Linked DNA regions of Danio rerio: region 2 is linked to region 1. Evidence: chromatin contacts called from public Hi-C data. All regions are on one chromosome and are shown on one strand. The core of a region is the stretch at or near the end of the contact, and the rest is flanking DNA. Distances in the headings are between cores, read along the strand shown. Region 1 holds the start of uba5 (ubiquitin-like modifier activating enzyme 5). Region 2 holds the start of tgif1 (TGFB-induced factor homeobox 1).

Region 1 (3,337 bases), core at 705-3,204:
TGTAAAAATTTGCATCTGCATTCCTATAAAGTTCACTGGTTCTCTCTCAGCTTTGTCAGTTCACTCAGTGTTGCTTTGTGTATTTGACCAAGGTGAGTTCAATTCCAACGGTACGAGTGGAGCGACGCCAATCTCACGAAGACTGCTTCGTGAAGCTTCACCCAGGCCCGTCTGAGCTGTAGTTCCTTGCAGTTTGCATACATAAACGCAATATCTCGAAGAAGAAGAACATTACGTGTTTGTTGCTCGAATTTGTCGAAACTGGCACGGCCTGGCGCCCGGTTTTCTCGTGCACTCCCTGGGGCGAGGTGCCTTTTGAGCCCTAGGCAAGGAGCAAACAAGCCCTGAGGACCCTCAGGGAAACACGGGGGGCCGGTAGTGGGACCTCGCTGTGAGGGTTATGGTGGGTGGGAGCAGCGAGACCCACTCATCGTCTATTTTAAACTATAGTTTCAAACTTTAGTTTACTATATAGTTTGAAATAGAAACCATGGTAACAGTTATGATTTAACTTTATGCAAAGAGCTTAGAATTTTAATTAATCTAATTTTTTTTATTTAATCTAAGATTAAATTTAATTAATCTATGCTCTTTGCTCCATGTCTGACTGTTGTAATGTTTTGCTTTGTTTTTCAGCTGAGTTGTTGAGCAAAGAAGGACAACCGTTGAAGACAACAGTTGAAGACAACCGCGGGTTTTATTAACGAGCGCGTGCATTATAATGTTTCCGGGCTGTTTTCCGAAAGTGTATCTTGTTTAGATAAGTTTGCAGGTCAAACAAAATAAACTATACTATACTCTTTCTAAACCCCTGTCTCGTGTTGTATTTGTCTTCTACAGCAATACACTGTCATATAAGTTTGTTGAATGCATTTGTATGCAACATGGTTTGACTATACAGTAGTCTAATAAATAATTAGTTGTTATAAATGTACTTTTATTAGTCAACATTTGGTGTAATGTTAGGTAATAAAAAGTTGATCAAATATGTCCTAAGATATAATGTTATAATTGTTACAGAACTGTATTATTCTGTATGTTTTAAACCAGCAGATTTACTATATATCTAACATGTCATGAACTTACTGTTATTCAAAATTTGCATAATAAAATGTTCTAAGACAAGAATGGGTGTTGTTTTGTTTTTATATCAACCTACTGTAGGTTTTAGGTTGAATACAGCAGATATAGGCTATCTATATCATAATATTGGTAATCAATATTGGTAAAGTTTTTTAATGCCCCAAATCAAGTAAAACGTTTCTTACTCAAGTACTTTTAGCATGCAAAAGTCAAATTTGAGTATATAAAATACAGTTTCCAACAACAAAATTTTGTCTTGTGAAAATGACCAGTGTGGTGGTGAGAAAAAAAAGTTAATGTCAAGATATATATATATATATATATATATATATATATATATATATACAAATGTGTGTTTGTGTGTGTATGTTTCCCAGTACTGGGTTGTGGCTGGAAGGGCATCCGCTGCGTAAAACATTTGCTGGATAAGTTGGTGGTGAAAATATATTTGTACATCTTTATGAACTAAAAAAAAAAAAAACTTGCCAGGTGTGGTTGCTGTGTCATCCTTAGCTAAAATTCTGACATAATTGAACAAAAATAAATTTTGAAGATAAGAATTGGTAACAAAACTATTGAACTCCAAACATCTTTTCCTAATATTTTCTAGGATTGAATAGTAGTAACTTTACACTTTTTACATTTTTACCTTTTGTATGTCTTGTTTATACCTACGCCCTGGCATTTATATATTTGTTGTAAAATGTTTATGTTGTTCTTTAAATTAAAAAAAAAAATGAAGAATGGTGCTGGATAAGTTGGCGGTTCACTCCGCTGTGGCAACCCCGGATTAATAAAAAGACTAAGCCGAAAAAGAATATGAATGAAGAACTGATGAAAACTGATGAACCGACTCGCGGTATTCATTCACTGTGGGAACTTTAGTTCCTTGGTGTTGGTTGTTGCACTCCGGGCTCAATATCGAGAGACACTCATCCTCGCCAGCTGATTTGTAACAGTGCAGACGTGTACATGAAGTAATATTTTAATCTTTTTTTCCTCTAACGTCACTGTGCCTTTTTTCATCAGACAACACCAACCCGAGTTTAGCAGAATAGAGCGTTTTTAGAGAAGAACATGGCCACCGTTGAGGAACTCAAGCTGCGAATTCGTGAGTTAGAAAATGAACTAATCAAATCCAAACAGAAGCAAAGTGATGCTGAACACAATATCAGACCGAAAATTGAGCAAATGAGCGCCGAAGTCGTAGATTCAAATCCATATAGGTGAGCATTTACGTTCTTTTTCATTTTTAATCACTAATTTTGTATTTAGCCATATGGAAAGCTTGGTTTGCTGCAAGTGTCATCTTAAACTCCTATTTCTAATGCCTTCCAGTCGTCTAATGGCACTTAAGAGAATGGGGATAGTGCAAGACTACGAGGTAAACATGCTTGTCTGTTATTTTACGAGACTTTACCAGTGTTAAAACAGCTTGTTCGTGTTCAGATGATTATTGTCCACCTGCTGTCATTCTCAGAAAATCCGCTCGTTTGCTGTGGCGGTGGTGGGAGTCGGTGGGGTGGGGAGTGTCACTGCAGAAATGCTCACCAGATGTGGCATTGGTAAGGTAATACACCCTTATTCTTATTCCTCGATATTAAGTCATGGTGCTGGGTAATATGACAAAGATCATTAGGGTAAAGTTGGTTTTATATTCACACATTCTTTCGTTTTTTAACAGTCCTTATAATGTTTACTAACTACTTTAAATATTCAGTCCTAAATCCCATGTACAGTAAGTATGACTTTAAAACAACATAACCAAAATTCATTTGATCGTGAACAGTTGTTGTACTTTGATAGTCATTGGCTGCTGATATGATTTACCTATTTAAGATTCACAAATAATATTTTTCTGACAGTATAATAAGAAAAGGTAAAAATAAGAATGTGCTAATATAAAACCAAATTTACCTCAATACAAAAATCTCATATCCTGATTTTATTTATTTATATATATTCACTTTACTTCAGGATGCATCAATGGCGCTTTGTAGGTCTATTGGAGAAATTATTAAATATTCCTAGCAAATCTTATAAATGTTGGAGACATATTCGTTACATAAACACGCTAATTCGCACTTCAGCAGTGTTTATTTGAAAGCGCACAAGAAGATCTGCGCTTGAGCAGTGCATATTTGAGGGGGTGTGCAAGAGGTTTGTGCACGAGCAGGGGAAATCGGCACACAAGCAAAAAGATTCACATGCTCGTATTACATAAATGCAACCTCGACTTGTAAGAGTGCGCTTA
Region 2 (3,442 bases), core at 438-2,937, 400 kb after region 1:
CGACCTGACCTATATCTAGACTCCAAATACCGCTTTATAAGCCTTCACAGCCATGTGCCTCAGTGTTTTGACAAGCAGATCACGCTTGGTTTTAAAGATGTCTGTCAGAATCAAAAATGTTTAGATACGTATTTTTTAGCACAATTTGACGCAAAATTACATGTCAAAATAAACGACATCAGAAGAGCATAGGGCTGCATACGCAAGAGAGATAATCAGCGTTAAGAATTCTGAGGCTGCTGTAATTTGAATTAGGGACGCGTCACCGGGACAGCTGAAGAAACAAGCGATTCTTGCTTTACAACCATCTAATCCCAACGGTCAACTGGGTATCACGCAGCGCTGCGCCAACAGGAGGCATCACGTACGGCTTACAAATTGAGCTGAGAGCCTAGAAGCAATTCTTATTTGGAAGCATTTTTTAAAATCTTCGATTTAAGTTAGAACGTGTATTCGAAACACTTTACTAAAGGTTATCAACCGCCAACTTCAGTAGCTACTAAATCTGAAGCGATGTAAACATGAAGGGACCAGTAGTCCGATTCCCGAGCAAATGACTCCTTTGAGTCGGTTAATTCTAATGAATTGGAAGCAGCGAGGGCGCTACCCAAACGGTGCAATGACTCGTATGAGTCGGTTCTTTATAGTAAATCACACTAAACGCGACCAATAGTCGTTCTTATCTGGCATATCACTTTGTTCAACAAATCACATTTAGTGAGCAGCAAGTTACTGCGTATATGTAACGTCAAATTTAAATAACAGTGTTATTTTGTACACAATACTCGCAACATTAAATAATTAGGGATTAATACTGAGATTAAACATAGCATATTTTGTAATATTCATGAGCTGGCATAACATATAAATGTACAATTAAATGTGTTTTGTTTAATTTGTAGTCACAGATAAAGTGTTGGGTTTGCACTCTAAAAAGTCTGAGAAAGTGAATTAAAAAGTCTGTGTAAACATATTTTGCAAAATGTGTGTTTAACTCTTTTAACGTGTCTATTATGTTAAAATCAAAACTCGTTTTATAAGTTGCAAGTCTTTAAATGCGAAGAGAACTTCTTTAAACGTACATTATAAATCATTCATGGAGTTGTTTTCATTATATTGTTTACGATTCTCTCACAATTGCAACCGCATCACACACATCTGTCACCTGAAATAAATGCCGCATTGCACCTGATAACACATCGACACATCCTGCAGTATCAAAAAACAAAGTATTTGCCTTAAGACGAATACCATTCTAACATATTACACAAACAACAACAACAACACACAAACAATAGTAATGTTTTGGAGTAGGGCGCCTAACAGAAGTATGCTGATGAAAGCAGTCCCGATATATCCCTGCCATGTGTCTGCCTCTTGGTAATGTTAACCTACATTCATAATAAACCAGCTTCCTGTCTCTCTGCCGCAGTCATTAAAGGGAAACGTGCAGAAACTAGATCCAATCCAATGTCCAAACACGTCTCCACAAACACATCCCGCGCGCCAGATCTTTCTCTACACACGTTACAGATTCAAATCGGTTTGTCTAAAAGCCCCTTTTCTGTCTCTTTTTACTCTTATTGTACGTCTGATGTCAGATTTTTCCTTCTTGCCCTCGGAGGGGGAGGATCTAACCGCGTTGAGTCACGCAGCTGTCAAAGATAGCTGTCACCCAGTTTCCACATCAAACACAGTGAATGAGACGCGCAGCCTGTCCCAGGTACCCGACAATGTGTTGCGTCTCCGACAAATGAAAAACGCGCTCCGCGGTGATTCCTCGACAAAAAAGAGAAATATTTGCGCTCGATACTTCGTAACAATCTGGAATAATACAGTTGTGAGTGATTAAAGCGAGGAAGAATCGACCTCCTTGTTGCCAACGTGAAAAGGGGAATTTTGACGGACATGAAGACCAAAAAGGGTACGTATCATCTCCATATCTGTTATATCAGCGATTTATTATGTTTTTTTATCGGTGATTGTGACATATGGATGGAACTTGTCGATGATGGTTGAACAGAAAATGTCTGGCATTGCCTGCTATTGTTTTCCACTGCAGACAAAACAGCCTTTTCTCACCATGTGCTGGCGGGCTGTCACCATGAGCCGTTTCGAATTATTAACACGCGTGTTTATATTCAGCATATAAAGCTTTGATTTTATACAGATATGATTATTTAACCGTCGTATTGATGATTTGTTTTACAGTGTTTTTTTTAATACACCAATGTATAATATAACTGTCATCTGTAACTCTTATGAGCTCTGTAGTTGTTGTTTAAGTGAGTATAAAACGTCTTCGTGTAATGGTTGAACTTCTTTGGCTTGGGAAAATGCTCATGCGCTCAGAGTTTCTCACAACACTCACTCAAGTTTGTTGGGAATACGAGGGAAACTTTCCGAGTGGCCTTGTTTTTAGTTTGACGACTACTTCGTTGCTTTGACTGCATTTAAACATTGTGCTGCGGTTTAAAACGTGCAACGATAATTCCTGACCTCCTTTTGTGAAGTTTGTGTATTTCGCGCCGCTTCCTCGAGGCGACGCTTTCACATTCCCTCCGACCTCGTGTTTCTCACAGCACACAATAGAGCCCGAGCTATTCTCTGCTATTAAGTTTACATTTCTCTTATGTTATGGCACCTTGTCGCGTAGAGTGTCGTGTCAAGCTCTTATCCGCCACCTGACGTGATTTCACGAGTTTTCACCTCGTGAAAAGTCGATAAAACAGAGTTTGAAATGTCCCACAAGCGACATTCTTTTGTTCGGTCTTGAGATTTGCAACAGGTTCCCCTCCCCCTTCCTCCTCCTCATGTAGGCCGACGACAAAATTACTTCTCATTACTCCTTCTCACAAGTTTAATCATTTTCTCACACAACCTCAAAAAATAGACGTGTACGTGATTTCACTCGTTTCGGTTTTTGACTGTTAAGTATCCCACGCACACCCTGGAGCTCAAGTTAGGGAAAGTTTTGTTTCACTTAGAGTGCTCATGAACTAAAAGTCCCCTTAAGCACTTTCAGTAAAACGTGTTATTGACAAACTAACCGGTTTATGATATAAGAGGTAATAATATTCAAGTCGTCATCAGAAACAGGAAGAACGGTATAATATCGGGTTACTTCACTCAAAATCAAAACCCTGTCATGGCTTACTCACCCCATCATGTTATTCCAAACCCACATGACTTACTTTCTTCCACTAAAGGAGCTGGTAGACACAATGTTACCCACTCAGTCATGATTCACAATTTGGAGTGAATAACACTGACATTGTTTTCCTTGAGTGTACCTTAGATAAAGAATCACAGATATGAAAGCAAAAAAACAAATGAGATTTTTTTTTTGAAGGGGGTTAACTATCACTTTACATGAGTTAACTTACCCATGCATAATCGCAGTTTATTTAGTGTTTGCAAGTGCACAAGCTGTATTCACAGT

The links. Hi-C and Micro-C count contacts between places; a contact is called where the count stands out from the background.
Region 2: a Hi-C map of hematopoietic stem cells shows a contact between it and region 1, with 4 times the contacts expected there. The contact joins the promoter of tgif1 here to the promoter of uba5 in region 1. A contact is called at or near these places in 3 of 18 Hi-C or Micro-C datasets (fibroblasts, hematopoietic stem cells and an unstated tissue).

The regions. Positions count from the first base shown.
Region 1 is chr24:10,042,591-10,045,927 of GRCz12tu, reverse strand. It overlaps uba5 (ubiquitin-like modifier activating enzyme 5), which reads left to right and starts at 1,954. Exons shown (of 12, transcript NM_001305617.1): 1 at 1,954-2,309; 2 at 2,422-2,467; 3 at 2,564-2,653. The coding sequence starts at 2,161.
Region 2 is chr24:9,643,863-9,647,304 of GRCz12tu, reverse strand. tgif1 (TGFB-induced factor homeobox 1) reads left to right here and starts at 1,687. Exons shown (of 3, transcript NM_199567.1): 1 at 1,687-1,924. The coding sequence starts at 1,909.